4 separate regions of the Mus musculus genome follow, and regions 1, 2 and 4 are each linked to region 3. Evidence: chromatin contacts called from public ChIA-PET data. All regions are on one chromosome and are shown on one strand. Each heading gives the region's core, a stretch centred on a gene start, on an enhancer-like site or on the middle of the called end of the contact. The rest is flanking DNA. Distances are from core to core; before and after follow the strand shown.

Evidence for each region. ChIA-PET counts read pairs in DNA pulled down with a chosen protein or histone mark.
Region 1: an RNA polymerase II ChIA-PET map of memory CD8 T cells shows a contact between it and region 3, with 23 read pairs. The contact joins two enhancer-like sites. A contact is called at or near these places in 4 of 115 datasets of contacts at active chromatin or transcription factors (CD8 T cells, effector CD8 T cells, large pre-B cells and 1 more).
Region 2: a contact with region 3 is called in an RNA polymerase II ChIA-PET map of effector CD8 T cells, with 24 read pairs. The contact joins the promoter of Trim13 here to the enhancer-like site in region 3. A contact is called at or near these places in 5 of 39 promoter capture datasets (the 3T3-L1 cell line, the C10 cell line, embryonic stem cells and 2 more), 1 of 15 datasets of contacts at CTCF or cohesin (large pre-B cells), 1 of 484 Hi-C or Micro-C datasets (pancreatic cancer cells), 2 of 115 datasets of contacts at active chromatin or transcription factors (effector CD8 T cells and memory CD8 T cells) and 2 of 9 other capture datasets (liver and macrophages).
Region 4: a contact with region 3 is called in an RNA polymerase II ChIA-PET map of memory CD8 T cells, with 148 read pairs. The contact joins two enhancer-like sites. A contact is called at or near these places in 4 of 39 promoter capture datasets (the C10 cell line, the HPC-7 cell line and neutrophils), 2 of 15 datasets of contacts at CTCF or cohesin (CD8 T cells and the NIH/3T3 cell line), 1 of 484 Hi-C or Micro-C datasets (bone marrow-derived macrophages), 18 of 115 datasets of contacts at active chromatin or transcription factors (CD8 T cells, the SCID.adh cell line, T-cell acute lymphoblastic leukemia and 11 more) and 1 of 9 other capture datasets (embryonic stem cells).

What each region holds. Positions count from the first base shown.
Region 1 is chr14:61,734,065-61,738,185 of GRCm38.p6, reverse strand. No RefSeq gene overlaps it. Among named protein-coding and RNA genes, the nearest start is that of Gm46480, 29 kb to the right of the region's middle. Within about 2 kb of position 1,590, at least 136 of the 459 cell types and tissues checked have an H3K27ac peak or open chromatin away from gene starts, as enhancers often do. A contact at or near this core is called in effector CD8 T cells and memory CD8 T cells, where this site is marked.
Region 2 is chr14:61,597,659-61,602,291 of GRCm38.p6, reverse strand. Trim13 (tripartite motif-containing 13) reads right to left here and starts at 2,780. Exons shown (of 3, transcript NM_023233.3): 1 at 2,722-2,780; 2 at 2,397-2,498.
Region 3 is chr14:61,996,307-62,000,780 of GRCm38.p6, reverse strand. No RefSeq gene overlaps it. Among named protein-coding and RNA genes, the nearest start is that of Gm35307, 36 kb to the left of the region's middle. Within about 2 kb of position 2,305, at least 30 of the 459 cell types and tissues checked have an H3K27ac peak or open chromatin away from gene starts, as enhancers often do. A contact at or near this core is called in the HPC-7 cell line, acute myeloid leukemia, effector CD8 T cells and 1 more, where this site is marked.
Region 4 is chr14:61,646,165-61,650,351 of GRCm38.p6, reverse strand. All of the region lies in intron 1 of Dleu2 (deleted in lymphocytic leukemia, 2), which reads left to right. Among named protein-coding and RNA genes, the nearest start is that of Mir15a, 16 kb to the right of the region's middle. Within about 2 kb of position 1,966, at least 436 of the 459 cell types and tissues checked have an H3K27ac peak or open chromatin away from gene starts, as enhancers often do. A contact at or near this core is called in the HPC-7 cell line, acute myeloid leukemia, effector CD8 T cells and 1 more, where this site is marked.

The DNA.
Region 1 (4,121 bases), core at 341-2,840, 260 kb after region 3:
GCTTGCGATTTTTCAACAGTAGATTGGGGAGAATGTGGCGTGCATTCAATATTTTGATTGTTAAATCTGAGTCCTTTCCTAGCCTAGCCATATGAAGTCTAGCCTCTATCTGGAAGTGAGGCCGTATCTGCCACAGCAGCTCCCAATCAGTGGGGCAATAACAAGCAGCAACACCAAGCCACCATAGCCTGAACTTGAAGTTCCTGTGTGAACCAAGGCTTGACCCTACTGTAGGCTGGTGAGCTTCTGAGTTAGGCTGCTTTGCACTACCCCACCCCGACCCCACCGCCAACTCCCTGCAAGCGGGCCTTTTCAAGGACTTGAGGCTTGCTTGCTCTTTCCTTGGTGCACAGTTTAATCCACAGATCTACGGTAGCTTCCTTCGCTCCCTCATTCCAACCTCTGGACTAGCTGAGGTTAATGAGTAAGGGGCTGGTCAGGTCAGGGCTTCCTTTTTGGCAAGGATGACAGAGTCTTCTCCCACAGTGAGTCAGGACATCAGCCCAGGGAGCTGCCAGCAAGGCCAGGCTTGGGAATGCTCCCTAGCCAATGACAAATACAGAAGTCATACTAGATCCTGGAAAAAAAAAAATGAGAATGGTCCACAGGGAGTTCCTCGGGAAGTGGGCTGGGGACTGTTAAACAAGGTTTAAACTGAAGTTAAAGCTCCCCACTTGCACTTCTGGGATAAAATAGAGCACTTTAATCAAGGGCAGTTATAAAGCAGGAAGTTCAATTTGCCTATTGAACTGAAACAAAACAAAACAGCAACTGTGCCTTGTTTGCTCCAAAGCAGCCCGACTACCATTCTAACCTGTGTGCAGAAAACTTGCACAGGAGCATCTAAATGTGTTCATTTTAGATTTTTCTCAACCAAAGTTCTCTCCTTAGAGTCTTTATTGTGGCGGGGGCAGGGAGGGGGAAGTGCTGCCTCTTTAAACAAGCTCTCTCTCCGGGTTTTAAAATGCTCAACTCGTTTCATTTTCTTGATAAAATTTATCTGTGATCAGGACTGAGTCAGACCAAAAATACTTCTATAAGATTTGACCTTTTACTGAAATCCCACATTGAGATAATACACCTAAAATGGTGGTTACCAGTAAGGCTTTTGTTTTTCAAAAGTACATTTAAAATAAATCACTTTTTTTCAAGCAGAAAACTGTTTTGAATTAAGTCCTTCACAGCCGATCAGCCTGAGAGTTCTCGCTCTTTGATTTCCTTTTCATGCAAATTACACCAGGAGAGTTGTGCGTGTGTAGCACTGTCCAAACCACATTTAGCTTTCACATTTACTTCGTGTCCAATTAAGTCTCACAAGTTTACTTGCCTGTAAGACTCTATAAGGATTACATTATTTTTTTTACTCCTAAAACAAAAACAATGCCAGCAAAAGCCATTTTTTATTGTTAGCGAATGAAACATTTTCCAATTTTACAAGGATAATTAATTCTTTGCACTTTTTCTCATGATGATGAAAATACTTTTTATTTTTGTGTGTACTCTTGTTTTTTATTGGCTAAATTTGCTTTTCAACAGTTCCATACCCACATACAACACATTTTGATGACTCTCAACCCTCCCTCCCCCTTACCGCCTTCCTTCCTGTACAGTCCCCACCCGGCTCTGCAGCTCTGCAACAAGTCACTTTCCTATGTCCAGGCCCCTTTGTTTCGTTCAGGGATTTTTAAAGCACGGTTGTCTGTGTGACCGAGAGTTTGGTACTCTCTGTTGGAGCGTACTCTCTGTTGGAGCGTGGTGGGCTCATCGTTGACTGTATGTTGAAAGGCAGTGAGGGCAACAACTTTTCATTCCTTCTGATGAAGTATTTTCATGTATTTTTTTTTCTTAATTCCAACAAACTCTTAAATGCTTTATTATTTAAAGAGTTTTTAAGGGCTTTTCATTTGAAGCTCTGTGACTTATTATAATAGCTACTCACCCCAGCTGTGAGGAGTGCCCACCTGGAGTTTAATCACCTGATTTCTCAGTGAATTCTTGTTTACCCTTGAAATGGGGGGGGGGGAGAGTGGGAGGGAGTGGTGAGGGGGAGACACAATTAATGACAGATTATCTAAAACAAAATCAACTCCAAAATTCCTGTGAGAGGCTATTTGTGTTAGTGGCAGATTTTGCGTTTTCCTTAGCAACTTGCTGTGAACACCTGAGGATAACAAAATTTTGAGCTGAACAGGAAGTCTAGGAAGAAAATCATTATGAAGCAATTACATCTAGTTTTCTAAATCACCATAAAAGGAATGTGCTGCCTCCAGAGTTAGCAGTGGTGAAGTGACAGGTTTTAAAATTGGATCAGAGAAGCAGGATTGGATGGATCTCAGGTAGTAAAGAGCTTCCCTGGCACGCACAAAGCCTTGCCTTCCATCCCCAACACCACAGAAGCCAAGCCAAGTTAGCTCGGGCCTGCAATCCCCACTTTCAGGAAGTAGAAGCAGGATGATAGGTTCAAGGTCATTTTAGCTAGCTGCACAGAGTCTGGCTGGGAAAAGCTAAAGATTTCATCAGCCCAAATGGCTGGTGTAAGCTAGAAAGGAGAATGAGCTGAATGGTGAGAAGCCGGATGGTTAGGCTCAGGGAAAGAGTCTCGGGCACGGTGTAGAGCAGTTAAGCCGCACTGCAACAGGTAGCCACCAAGAAGAGGGAGAATAGAAGAACAATGGAATAGGAAATCTGCTTCCAAGTCACAGGGGACAGCAGCAGCAGGAATGGCCACAGAATCTAAGGAAAGCCAGTCTTTTGTTTTAGGGTTTTGTTATTGTGTATTAGGTATGTCTTGTTTTGTTTATATTGCTGTGGATAAAACTTCTAGACAAGGCTAGCTATCTCAGACCTCAAGTCATCTGACACCTTTCTTTTGGACTAGCCACTGAGCAAAGAGAAAGTTTATCACAGAATAAAGACCATTGTAGCAGGTTTTGCCTCCTGGTCTATTGGACTAGAGATTGTAGGAGCTACACCTTTCATAAGCCAACCCCACAAGAAGGAGTCCCATACGCAGGATGTTCTGCACACCCCAACACTATTTTCCTGTGCTAATGAAAGAGTAGTAAACTCAGTGCTCCAAGGTATGCTAATCATAAAACAGATAGCGACATTCCTCCACCCACCCACTTCCTGGGTTCAAGGAGTATTCATTCAAAGAAAGTCACCCTGACCCACCCTGACCATTGCTGGAACCCGCTTTGCAAAGGTGCTATTGTTAGGGGCTCTTAGAAACTGTCTTAAAAGATAACCTGAATAATGTGACTTTGCACTTCCTTGTGACTCTTAACTGGTATCTTTGGTATCCCACACACACACACAACGCCCTCCCCACTTCCTTGAGTTGTGGTTTCTTCCTTTAAATACCCCCTTATCCAGCTACTCGGGGCGCCATGGTCCTCTACCCCTGCGTGGTGTATGACCATGGGCCCGAGAGCGCTCTTGAATAAAAAATCCTCTTGCAGTTTGCAGCAAGATCGTTTCTTGTGGATGATTTTGGGGTGTCGCCTCTCCTGAGTCAGAACATGGGGGAGTCCTCACGTTGTGGGTCTTTCACTAAGAGCCGTGTAATCTTACCAGCTAGGCCAGACGGATGTTGACAGCTTTTGCTTAGTCGTAGTCTCGACTGACGCGAGACACTGAAACAGAACAATTTTAACCCCAGCACTAGTGTGACAGAGGCAAGTGATTCTCTGAGTTCCAGACCAGCCTGGTCTGCATAGTAAGTTCCAGACCACCCAAGGAACTAAAGGAAGAAAAAAAGCATTTTATTGAGATGAGTCCGATCCAGTGTTCCTCTGAGACGAGGCAGGTTAGATGGAACTGATAGTAAGAAAAACTCGCTGGATCCTTGTGTCCTGTCACAAAAGCACAAACCCCTGCCTAAGTGGTCCTTGTGAAACCCGGTGACCTGTTGAGAGTTTATTTAAATGTCAGCACCTTCGAGGCATGGGAGGTAGCACCTTTTATAGAACTATGAGAGGACCACCATGCCACTTCTTGATGGCAGTGGGTGGCATATACTCTGGGGTTATGACACAAGACAAAGGAGATCTAGAGATTTATATAATTCTTTGAAAAAAAGAACATCCCATTTATTTATTATAAATATTATTACTTTATAA
Region 2 (4,633 bases), core at 1,531-4,030, 400 kb after region 3:
TTTACTGAGGAATACAAAAATATTACCAAAATAACAAACTAGGATGGAGTACTTGGCACTCTACTGGCCATCAGACAACCATCTGTGGCTGGAGACAGGGATTAGGTCCAGCAGTGCCCACGATGAGCAGAGCATACCACTGAGCAGTGCACATGCCCAGGCACACTTATTCTCTCTGTGGCATGTGTGTGCAATGCACGTACACTGCTTGCACAAGGCCGAGGCCAGAACTCGTGTCTTTCCTCAGTCTTCTCCACCTTTCCTTGTTTGCAGTGGGATCGCTTGCTGACTCAGCTATGCTTTCTTGTTTGTTTTCTTGAGACAGGGTTTTTCTGTGTAGCCCTGGCTGTGCTGGAACTCACTTTGTGGCCCAGGCTGGCCTCGAACTCAAAGATCAACCTGCCTCTGGATCCCAAGTGCTGGGATGAAAAGCGTGTACCACTGACACCCAACTTGAAAAAGATTGTCAAGTGTTCTTCTAAACAGAGTGTGTATAGCTGCACATGGTGGCACATGGCTTTAATCCCAGCACTTGGGAGGAAGACTGATAACCTGAACTTGGTCTACATAGCCACCCTGCCTTAAAAAAAAAAAAAAAAGTAAAAATGGCGTGTGGGAGTGTTGGGGTGTGTATACCAGTCTCGACCCACACACACACAAGTTTGTACAAACATATCCTGGTTTCTAAAACACTCCGTCTCTCCACGTATTTCCTCACCTTAGCAAACACTGAACAGGTCTCATTCTTACTGTTTCCGCCTGGACTTAAAACGTAAACCAACTTAAATCAGTTACTAGAAGCATGCGTCACTTATCTTGAGAACAAAGGGGTAGGAATAAAACGTAAGTTCTGGGCTTAAACCCAAAGTAGCTAACCAAGCCCCCAACTTCCGGAGGAAAAACATGGGGCCTGACTCTCCTTGCCCTTCTACCACCAAAGCACAGACCTTGAATTTGCAAAGTTCTAGGATTCAAAACTCTCCAGAAAGTAAGTCAAAAATTTAGTATTCTAACCCAGGCGTAGTGGCAGACACCTTAAGCCAAACCCAGCACTCTGAATGCAGAGGAAGGCAGATACGTTAGTTCAAGGCCAGCCTGGTCTAACTAGGAAACTGTCACAAAAAGGGGGAAAAAAGATGATTTTCCTATGTTAGGAGCCGAGAATATGCTAATGGCAGAGGTATACTTAGCATGCTAAAGGCACTGGGATAGATTCCCAAAACAAAGTTTACTCCATAGATTTCTAAAAATCTCTTATAGTTTTCACAAATATGTTTTATCTTTTACAAAATGAGGATCTTTACAATACTATCTTCATATTACTTGAAAATAAATACAACTAGGGTACCAGAAACACAGAAGCATGAACTGCGGTGGGTCAGAGACCCTTTCACAGAGCAGGGCTGAGGTTGCAGCTCACTGAAAGCGCTTGCCCAGAGTGAGCAACTTCCAGACCTACCAGAAAATACATGGATGGAAAGAACAGTTGGGAAGGAAGGCTGAAGACATGGGTCTTCTGGGCCTGGACCTGTTACTTTCAGTGCAAAACACTGACCAAAATCAACTGACACTTGCAGGTTACAATCAGTCCATCACTGAGGTAAGTCAGAGCAGGAACTCAAGGCAAAACAAACTGCTCTCTATTCCCCACAACAATGCCTTCCACCATGGAACCCACTCCCAACCAGCAGACACCATCAAGAATGTGGATGGCTGCCTGTCCATAATGGGCTCCTGCTTAGCTGGTTCATCAGCCTAAAGATAGAGCTGCCCACAGTGTGCCCAGTGTAAATGAAGACATATCCACAGACCAATCTGAAAAACAATTACTCAGTTCAGATTGTTTTCAGGTGATATTAGGCTGTGTGAAACTGATGCTTAGCATTAAATAGGGCAGAGGTGTAGTTCCCGGGTAGACTGTGATAGCATACTCCAAGGTGTAATTTAAAGCAAAAAAAAAGGGGGGGGGGGCATAATTGATTAATAGCCCCATTGAGTCCTAGCACAAAGAATGCCTATATATTGACATTCTGTTTTAAAAGCACTCCTCATACAAATGTCTAGAAAGCTGCAGGAATCTAAAGCCCTGCTCTACAGCCCCAGTAGCTGGACAACTAAGACAAACCACACAGAAGAAATGTTGCTGGATTTGTTTCCTTTAGAGCATACTTTTTTTAAATTATATATAGTAATTACCAAAAAAATGAATGGCAAGCATGGATTTTTGAATCCATGAGTTTTGAAATATGAAAAGAACAAAGGCCCTATTATTAAAGGAGGTGGTGAAGATATACTTATTCTTTTTATTTCCATCTGGAATGGTCCTAGGACTAATAAAATCGGGTATTTTTCCCCTTCATAAATACCAGAACATAAAGAAAAATAATACGGTTTACCTTTGTTCCAGGCAAGTATATGCTTTTGGCAAGCTTACTATATTTTCTGTGGAGAGAGCCAGTTCGTTTTCCCTCACGTTTTGACGGTAAAACTGGAGAACACTGTAGAGAAAGGAGAAAGAGTGTCACAGGCACAGATCTGCATTCTTGGCCCCCTCCTAGCCAGGGGGCCTCCCCAGCGGCGCGCTGACCTTCCCGACCGCGACAGTAGCACCGCTGCCGCCAGGCCGTGCCGCCCGTCACCGCCCACGCAGGTGTCCCCCGGCCGCGGCAGCGGGGCCAGCGACTCCCGGCCCCCGGTCCCTACTCGGAGCACACTGCTCACCTCCACCAGCCAACTGGGGCCGGGCTGCGCCGGTGCAAAATGGACACGGCGACCACGCCCTCTGCTTCCCGCTGTCCCGCGCCTGCGCACCACCTAGGTCGCCCAGCCTCTGGATAAGTGCTCTGGTGACGCCCACGCGCCGAGTTTGGATTGCTGTATTTTTGTTGTTGTTGTTACTTGCATTTTTCAAGAACAACAAAAACAAAAACACAGCCCAACCCTTCACACCACTTTGCCTACTTTTCAGGACCCAGCGGGCTCGGCGATCTCTGGGTAGAAAACCATTGACCCAACTTTATAGAAAGGCACTACTTCCCAGCACTCGGGAGTCAGAGGCAGGCGGATTTCTGAGTTCGAGGCCAGCCTGGTCTACAAAGTGAGTTCCAGGACAGCCAGGGCTATACAGAGAAACCCTGTCTCGAAAAAAAAAAAAGAAAAGAAAAGAAAAGAAAAGAAAAGAAAAGAAAGGCACTACTACGGTTCCCCTCAGAGGCAGGAACTTTTAACTGGTTTTAAAATATCTCAATCAATCAATCAATCAATAAAAATAAAATAAAAAATAAAGAAAAACCAAAATAAAATAAGATAAAATAAAATAAAATATCTCGCCCTGATTTCCACCTCCTATGCGGAGACCGTGGTTACAGAGGATGAAAAAGATGGTTCCTATCCAAACTTGAAAGCCGGTAAATGCAGGGTGATGTGTGCTGGAGGAGCACGTCTACTCCCGCTTGGGAAGGCCTGGGCCTTTAGGAGAGCAAATTTGGGGAAAGCGCGGTTCCAAGTCATGGAAAAGCCCCTCTTGCCCCCTTCCGCCCATTGCCTGTGGTCCCGGCTACACCATTCCTAAGACCAATCCCTGTCATTTCTAACTTAGTCCTCACGAGAACGTTACAGTGGAACCAAGAGCCTTATCCTCTAAATGAACAGGTTTTCTACAAGGTGGAAAACCAAGACGAAGCTGTGGAGGGTTTCCTCAAATTCCAACGGCACGTGTAACCGTTTATGTATACCACTTGACACGTGAAGCGTAAACTGGGGTAAAAACCTGCTAGATCGGGGAGGTAGCTTCATTTTCTAAACTATATACAAAATATATATTATTTATAAGCCTGATCCTACAACTAAACTTCCAGCTCTTTAGAAACTTGTGTCATTCTACGGAGCTAATCCACCTTTCTCTTGAGTTCCTCCAAACCCAGCAGGGCCCCTTAGCGCTCTTACCTAGATTTCCGTTTTGCCCGAGTCCTGCCTGTACTCCACTGTTAGCCCAAACGCAAAGGATGATCTCTATCTCTTAACTGAAGCTCCTTCCATAAAGGCCAAAAAACAAAGGAGTGGGGGCCTCCATCCAATGGCTATAAAAAGAAGCCTCTAGCTCCTCCCCCACACCCTTGGCAGGCTGAACCACTTCACCACCAAGATGGGGGGAGGGGGGAGGGCTCCAAGACAAGTCAGTAGGAGCCAAACCACTTCACCTTTACAGTGGCTCAGGGCCACCCAACCGACATAGCCTCAGGTCAGAGAAAAGACCACAAGACTTCTCCCAAGCAATTTGCCTCAGCATTCTTACCTAAGGTTTTCTGAGGCACAGCCAAGCTGCTTCTTGTTAGGACACACCTAACTGCAGCTGATAACACAATATCTACCTAGTCTTTGATGGTTTGCTAACAGTTAGGGTTTTTTGTTTGTTTGTTTGTTTTGTTTTGTTTTTTGTTTTTTTGAGACAGGGTTTCTCTGTGTAACCCTGGCTGTCCTGGAACTCACTCTGTAGACCAGGGTGGCCTTGAACTCAGAAATCTGCCTGCCTCTGCCTCCCAAGTGCTGGGATTAAAGGCATCACCACCATGCCCAGCCTACAGTTAGGTTTTCTATGTACAGTAATCAAATATCTTGTAACAAACAGGTTCTT
Region 3 (4,474 bases), core at 1,056-3,555:
CAGCCCTATGCCATAACTTAGTTTGAAGGGATCTTGATTGTCTCTTCCAAAAAAATGTCACACTGGTCCACTATACTGATAACATTAGGCTGACTGGACCAAATGAGCAGGAGGCAGCAACAACTTCGTTGGTAATGTATAGTACATCAGAGGATGAAAAGTAAATCCAACCAAAATTCTAGGGCCTCAGTGACATTTTTAGGAGTCCAATAGTGTGGGGCATGAAGATATATTCCTTTAAACATGAAGAATAAATGATTACACCTGGCCCCTCCCACCACCAAGAAAGAAGCAGACTGCTTAGTGGGCCTTTTTGGATTCTGGAGACAGCATATTCCTCACTTGGGTGTGTTACTCAAGCCCATGTACCAAGTGGTTCAGAAAGCTTCTAGCTTTGAGTGGGGCCTGGAACAAGAGAAGGCTCTTCAACAGGTCCTGACCACTCTGCAGGCTGCTCTACCACTTGGGCCATATGATTCTGAAGACCTGGTGGTACTTAAGGTGTCACTGGCAGTTAGAGATGCAGTCTGAAGCCTTTGGCAAGCCCCTAGAGTTGAATGACAGAGGAAGCCTTTGGGATTTGGGGGGAAAAGGCACTACCATCATCTGTAGATAACTATTCTGTCTTTGAGAATAGTTTGGCCTGCTATTGGGCCTTAGTGGGAAATGAACATTTTACAATGTGCCACCAAGTTACCATGCAACCCAAGCTGCCCATCATGAACCTGGTGTTATCTGACCTACTGATCTATGAAGTTGGACGTGCACAGCAGCAATCAATTATCAAATGTAAGATGTATATGTATATGTATATGTATATGTATATGTATATGTATATGTATATGTATATGTATATGTATATGTATATGTATATATTTGGTCCTGAGGGAACAAGAAAGTTGCATGAAGAAAGTTGCATAAAGAATTTTCCCAAAATGCCTATGGTTTCTACTCCTGAGGCACAGCCTTCTGCTCCCATGCATATACCTATAACCTCATTGGATGTGCCCTATGATCAGTTGACTGAGGAAGCAAAAACCAGGGTCTGGTTTACTGACAGTTTTTCAGACTCAGATACCACGCAGAAGTGGACAGCTGCATCATTACACCATCTTTCCAGGACAACCCTAAAAGATATTGGCAAAGGGAAATCTCCACAGTAGGCAGTGCCCGTGGTCATACATTTTGTTTGGAATGAGAAATGGCCAAATGCATGACTGTTCACTGATTCATGGGCTGCTGGCAGTGTATTGGCTTAGCTGGCCAGGGACCTGGGAAAAATGTGATTGGAAAGACATCTGCTAAAGAAGTATATGGATAGATCTCTCCAAATGGGCAAAGGGTGTAAAAAAAACACTGTGACCAAGGTAACAAAGAGAAGAGTTTATTGGTCATATGGATTCAGAGGATGAGTCCCTGACTGTCATGGCAGAGAGACATGCCCCTGAGACATGTAGACAGACATGTAGTCAGACATGCAGAGAGAGAGAGAGAGCGCGAGAGAGAGCGAGCTAAGTAGGAATGGAATGGCATGGGCTTTAGAAACCTCAAAGCCCACCCCCAGTGACACACCTCCTCTAAGACTACACATTCTAATCCTTCCCAAACAGTTCTACCAACTGGGTACCAAGCATTAAAACATATGAGTCCATGGGGGCCATTTTCATTAAAATCATCATGAGCCTAGATCTCAAAATGATAAAGAGATTAGAATCCCACTATTTCCCTCAAAGGAATACCTCCAATGGCTTAAAATCTCTTCCCAGGACCTACCCATCTATTATCCAGGGATCAAGCTTGGGGCTAAGCCCTTAGCACATGGAGTCTGGGGACACATTGCATGTTAACTGTAGCAGAGAGAAGATAACACTAGATTAGGTTGCGGTATGCAGCCCTGTGGATGGCCATGCACACATATACACAGAATCTAGCTGTTTATCTATCTTTCAAGCTAACAAGGGGTAGCCTGTGTAAAGAAGTTTGTTGTTATACTTAAGTGAAAGCTAATTTCTTCAGTAGGCACACACAAGCCTTCCACTCTCTGCATGCAAGAATGTGATTTCTCTCCACTTGGCCCCATGGCTGCTTTGGTCAACAAACTGGGACTTCCAAGCCTTGAAACAAAAGACCTGATAGCCTTTGCCTCCTCCATCAAGGGTTCCTTGAGGAATTCCGTGAAGTCATATTTTGCAAAGACACCAGGTAGAGAGAAGAGAACCAAGGAAAGCTAAGGCCTGAGCACCCAGCACTGAACACAGCTCCTGCCATCTTCAAGGACAGAAGCTCTGCCCTGCTGAGGAACTGTCAGCTGTAGGGACAGCTTGTTGCAGCTTGCATGTGGTTTCCTGTGTGTAACCAATACGTGAAACTATTCTTCCAAGCAGAACATTTACCTATTTGGCAAAATAACAGCTTCATACTTCAAATGGAAGACTGCTTAACATATAGGAGGTTGTTGTTAGTGTTGCGGCTTGTTCTTGTTTGTGGATGAGTGTAAATTGGACATTGAACATTTCTCATAAAATACTATTTGAATGAGCTAAGTAAAGTCTGAATTAAATTACTTTAAGAATGCACACGATGTGTTCAATGAGAGAAAGATTTTGGCATAGTGTTTCAGGACATTGTCAGCTCCAAAGAGCAATTTGAAGCTTTCCTGTGCTTGGTGGGTAAGAGAGCTTTTCCTTGGTCTCTGCAGGTCAAGGTCTAAGCCTTTTAAAAAAAGCCTGAATTAACAGACAAATAGCAACAAGTGAATTTAATGTCCTCACTTAAGAGAGTGTGATAACAGGAAGTCCTGAATACTCCACAGGTTTTTTCACTCTCTTCACAAAACAGAGGTGGAAAACCAGAGGAGCAAGGGCTGTGCTATGCAAATGATGTGGTCTCTGTGGCAGTTTGCTGTGGTCTTCTTCTTAGCAGCCTGCTGTGGTCATCTCTATCTGAGGTCTTCTTCCTGAAAGAAGAGCTTTCCTGGGCAGAAAGGTGGAGTGGGTATCAGAAAGAAAAGCCTATGCCTGGATGTGTGTTTCCTATACTAATTTAGAGAGAGAGAGAGAGAGAGAGAGAGAGAGAAAAGATATAGATAGATAGATAGATATAGATATAGATATAGATATAGATATAGATATAGATATAGATATAGATATAGATATAGATATAGATGATGTAGATGATGTAGATGATGTAGATGATGTAGATGATGTAGATGATGTAGATGATGTAGATGATGTAGATGATGTAGATGATGTAGATGATGTAGATGATGTAGATGATGTAGATGATGTAGATGATATAGATGATGTAGATATGGATATGGATATATATATAGATATATAGGTATATATAGGATATATAGATTTATAGATTTATAGAGATATATAGAGATATATAGATATATAGATGTAGAGATAGATAGATAGATAATTTAGTTTTTACAAAATAATAGCTTTTCAGAGCTCTTTTGTGCACGTGTAGATCTGTATTTTCTCTAACTGAAAATACGCAAAATAAATAACATTCGAAGTGGATATTTCACCCTCCCACCTCAGCCACTGTATTCTGTACATAGACTGACCAATAGTTTCAGGAAGAAAGCATCCTCTAATTTTTCTGTTTACCACAAAACTTCACATCTATTTCAAGTTAAAATGATGAAGAGAGAAAAAAAATCTCACTTAATCAGCACTTGATAAGGGAGCTCACTGACAATCTCATAGCAAAATCACTTCCTCTTGAATTATTTGAAGTATAGCCAAGAAAACATATTTACTAATAAGTATTTTTGTGGATTTTTAGATAAAATATAAAATACTTTAAAAACAAAACATAGTATCATTATTCTACTCCCAAAATAGTCATAGTAATTATGTAATAGTATCAAGTATCCTATTATTATTTGAAAGATTTTTTTGTTTGCTCATTTGTTGTGTTTTTGGTTGCTAGTTTTATTTTGTTTGAGAATCAAAAATACATTTATGAGGATTGGATAGCTTTGCTTATTTGCTTTTGTCTTGTCTTGTTTTATTTATTTATTGTGTTTGTTTGTTTGTTTGTTTTAATCTATGAGGTATTCTTGCTTTATCTCTCTTGCAGCCCAGGTTTTCTGAGGATAACAACCCACATAACATGAGGAATGGTGTGTGTGTGTGTGTGTGTGTGTGTGTGTGTGTGTGTGTGTGTGTGTTCACACAGTAAAATGCAAGGTCTTGCCTTCATCAATTGGCTCTCCCCTTTGTTTTGTGAGACAGTTTCTTGTTAACCCATACCCTTCTGTTGAGCCGTACTTGCAAATATTTGCTTCATGCTGGTCCTTGTATTTTCATGGTGCAGATTTACATGAGTCTATTCTTAAGCACTTGTCTTAACAGCCATACTAGGGAGATGCAGACACATCCCACATAGCACTTTCCAGAAGTTCGAAAGCCAGCTAATTGGGAAGAAGTTTTTTGCTTACAGGAATCCCTTTTCACAT
Region 4 (4,187 bases), core at 717-3,216, 350 kb after region 3:
CTGTAATCCCAGCACTCAAGAGACTGAAGCAGGATTATCAGCCTGAGCCTGGGCTACAAAATTGAGTTCTAGGCCAGCCTCAAAGCCATAAAGAAGATATTTTTTAAAGTTACAATTCATCACAAGTTGTTTTTATAATAAAAACTAGAGCAAACATAGTAATATCCCTGATTTTTAAACTGTTGGGTTCTGTTTTGAAAAGCAACATTTGATAAGGCTGGAGAGATAGCTCAGCAGTTGAGAGCACTTGTTGATTTTGCCAAGGACCCAGGCTTAGTTTTAGCATAGTTCCAGGAAATCCCTCCTCTCTTGATGTTTGAAGGCACATATAAGATGCACATACACACATGTAAACAAAACACTCACAGTCATTTTTTAAAAATCCATGAGAATCAAGTGAAACATAACCAAACACAGCCCTATAGTCATCTAGGAGCAATGGCAGTTTTTCTTTTTAAAAACTTCATCTTAATTAGCCTAGTGGAAGGGACAATGTCTTGCAAGCAAAGGATCAAAAGATGCTTTTGTAAGAAAAATTAAAATATTAACTTCATTTTTTTTGTCCTGTTATAGAGTCATTTTTAAAGGCGGTTTACCTAGCTTGCTCTCACCAGCTGCAAGACGGCAGAATTTATAATCGGAACATCAGGTTTCAATAGCCATAAAACAAAAATAATACCTACTTCATAGAGGTGTTGTGGGCAGTGAGACACCTGATCCACAAAGCGTTTGATAACAATGCGTACCACATTATCAGTACCCAGTGGCTCTTACAACTTTTTCGGGGCTTCATACAACGGGAAACCTATCTGGTGAGTCCATAATTTACTCTAGCACTATTTTTTTTTTCTTTTGGAAAAGTACCCTAGTGACGTCCAAAAGATTGTACATCTTCGGCTCCAATCCAGAACCGAAAGCTCCGTCTCCAGTTCAGAATCCAAAGGCTTGTGCATGGTGGGCTGGTCGCACACCTCGAGGTCTGGGGTGGAGGGAAACGTCGGGGTGTGACAGCCGCCCGCTGGTCGTGTGATTGAACCGTAAAATTCCTACCTCGTGAGATGGTTCTAGGCTTAGGTGTGACAGATCTGGGAGGCGCTGGCGGAGGGCGAGAGCACGACAGCGATACGCGGTTTTAAGTTCCTGAGCGGCCACCCAGGGCTCGAAGGCGCACTCGGTGGCTTGGAGTTTAGTTAAAAGCGGTTTTTGTCTTGTTTTTACGAAACTCTTAAGATAGTCCCTGATTTGTTTCATCACTAGTGTGTCACCGGAGTAGTGTCCGAAAGCTGACCACCTCCACTGCCGCACAGGGGCCACGCAGGCACACACAGGAGCGCAAGACACAGCGGGGACTGGAACCGAGGAAGTAGAGAGCCTTGCGCCACGACGATCCTGCGCATGTGCCGGGGGAGAGGGAGGTAGAAGTTTCCGCATGCGCAGCAGGGTCGCGCGGGGGTGGGTGGGGGGAGGCAGGGACAGCTGTGGAGCCGGCCCGCGTTCCCGGCATGCCCCGGGGCGGCGGGGTTGGCTCTAACGAATTTGAATGAGGAGTCTCAGCGCTTTCGGCGCCATTTTCGAGTGATGCCTGATCTCATCAATCTAGCGGGAGGGAAGGGATAACCTGTCCGAGCCTAGCGCGACGCTAGGATCACGCCGGAAAATCCCCCAAAAATCATCAAAAAAATTAACTTAGAGCAGAGGGCAGTCGGTGGGGCTTCGCCAGATGCGGCGCAGTCGGTAAGAGCCTCAAGTAGCGAAGCGGGTCTCGAGAGGTGGCAGCGATGGGACCGGAGGACCGTGAGGGGAGCAGGGACCGGACTCGGGGTCTGCCCTCACTTTCGCGGCAGAAGCTCCCCCAGGGGATCCGGTTGCTGTAAGTTGGGTGTCCTCGGATGGGCGGCGTCCGGCCGCGCTCGGGTGGCGGGAGCGCGGAGCTGGGGGAGGGGAGGCGCGGTTTGAGCGGGACACGGCCGAGCGGCCGCCGCCCGACCTGTCAGCGCGAGCGGCCGGGGAGCTAGGCCGGCGCGGCAGGGTCGCCCGCGACAGGCGCCCGCCCGCCCTCCCCGGTGTGCACGGCGGTCCGGGCGCAGGCCGTCTCCTGCCGGGAAACTTGGGTCGCGGGAGAGACGGCTGCCCGCGGCCCCCGAGGTGCGCTGCGGAGTGCGGGGAAGAAACGACGCCGGCCGGGCCGGTCCCGGGCCGGATCCCGACCCCGGGCGCGGCGGATGGATGGATGGCCGCATCCAGCTGGGTCATTTTGTCGTTGCTCTCCCGGCGGTCCCCTCTCTCGCTCGAGGGGGAGGGGTGTCGGGGTGAAGGGAAGGACGGGGCTGCGAGCTTGCGATTTCCTGGCGTCGGGCTCTTAGAAGACTTTTTCCTTCTCCGGTCCTTGAATCGCAGCGTCTCAAGGAAAAGTAGCGTGAAACTTGGTGTCTCCTGCCGACAAGCCTTTGCACCTACGATTTAACGGTCATTTTGCAGTCCTCAACTTTCCTTGGGTACTCCTGACGCTGAGGCGGAAGAAAGCGGAGTTGTCTTTCCTTTGGGGGGGGGGTTTCTTTCTTTCTTTCTTTCTTTCTTTTTTTTCTTCGTTGGCTGTTGGCTTTTTGTCAACCCAGAGTCGACAGCTCTTGAATGAGCCAGTGACAGCTTTGACTTTAGGTAATGCTCGCTAGGTACTAGTCTTTGTGAAGAGTCCACGTTAAACTCTTGTGTCGCTTTCCTCCCTCAGCACCCCTAGATTAACCCTTAGCTCATGGGACGTTCTGCGGGAGGGTCGCACGGACCTGCCTTAGTGATCCTCTGCGGATGCTTTTGCTGCAGCTTCTCGGTTATTCGCCGAGGACTCAGGCTTCAGGAGACCCTCGGTGACTTGCTAGTCAGAGCAGGCCCCCTACAGAGCTTTCTCCCTCTGGAATTTTATCAGAACCCTGGATTTGGTGTGTGTCTGTGAAAACTGGGGGACCCGCCCTCATTTAGATCCCTTCCAGAAGAGTAGGAGCGCAATGTGATGTTTTTCAAATTGAGTCTAACGGAGCTCCCAAACGCCGGGCTTCTTACCCACTGATTGGCTGGAAGGAAGCGGGACTGGGGGGTTTGAATGTTGATCCCAGAGCTGATAATTCTTGACCTACGAAAAACTGTGTTTAGACAGAGAACTATTCAAATAAATACAAAATGTAAAATCGGAGTTTTTTTTTTAAGTTAGTACATAATAGAGTTGTTTCTTCCGTAAAAGCCTTTCAGATGGTTCTGAAATATATATATTTAAATGTAAAACTAAAGAGGCTGTTTTCAGAAAACTGTATTTCTGCTGTTGGAGTTATAAGACATTTCTGTTCTTCATTAGTTGAAAACTTCTCCGAAGGATCTAAGGTGTTTGGTTTTTCCTTTGATAAAATTTTTCCGTCTCAGTCTTCATGTATTTATTGGATACATATTAAGGGAAAATTGTTTCTTTCATTTTGATGAAAGTGAACTTTAAACTTAATCTGTTCTACATTTTTTTTTTTGTAAAAATTGAATGTACTCTTAGAACTTTGCAAATCTGTTTTTAAATGTTTTCTAACTGGGCCATTGCAGTGGATTTAAAAGTTTAGTTTACGAGTCATTTATGTTTCTTAGTTGAGAATATAACAAGTAAATATGCACAGGTGAGCATATATATTAATGCATTCCTTTTACAAATTCATTATGAGAGAATGTGTTGTATCGAGCAGTGCATATGTGTTGGTTTCTTTGACTGGTTTCAAAGTTTTTGTTTAGTGTTACTTGAGACAGGCGTCAATATTTATTACCCTGCTTGTCATTCCTTTTAATTCCATCTTGATAATAGGGTGTGGTTTTCAGAGTAGATGATTTTGAAAGGAACTTTTAAATTTTTATATCTTACAAATAATTGAAATTTTGAGGCATTATTTCAATTTAAGACAAACATGCATTTAGAAATATTCAAATGAAAACATTTTTATAAATGTATAGGACTGTAAATTAATTTATAATAAATACATTCTACTTTGTATTACTTTCATGATAATTATGTTTACTGAACCCATAATCTTTCTTTTTTTCAGAATCTGTTTATCTTGGATCTTTTCATAAAATTATCTATAAAATTCTATTTATTAAATTATACGACTCATTTCTATTCTGCATGTAATCATATGTAAACCCTGTCTTGCTTTTTACTG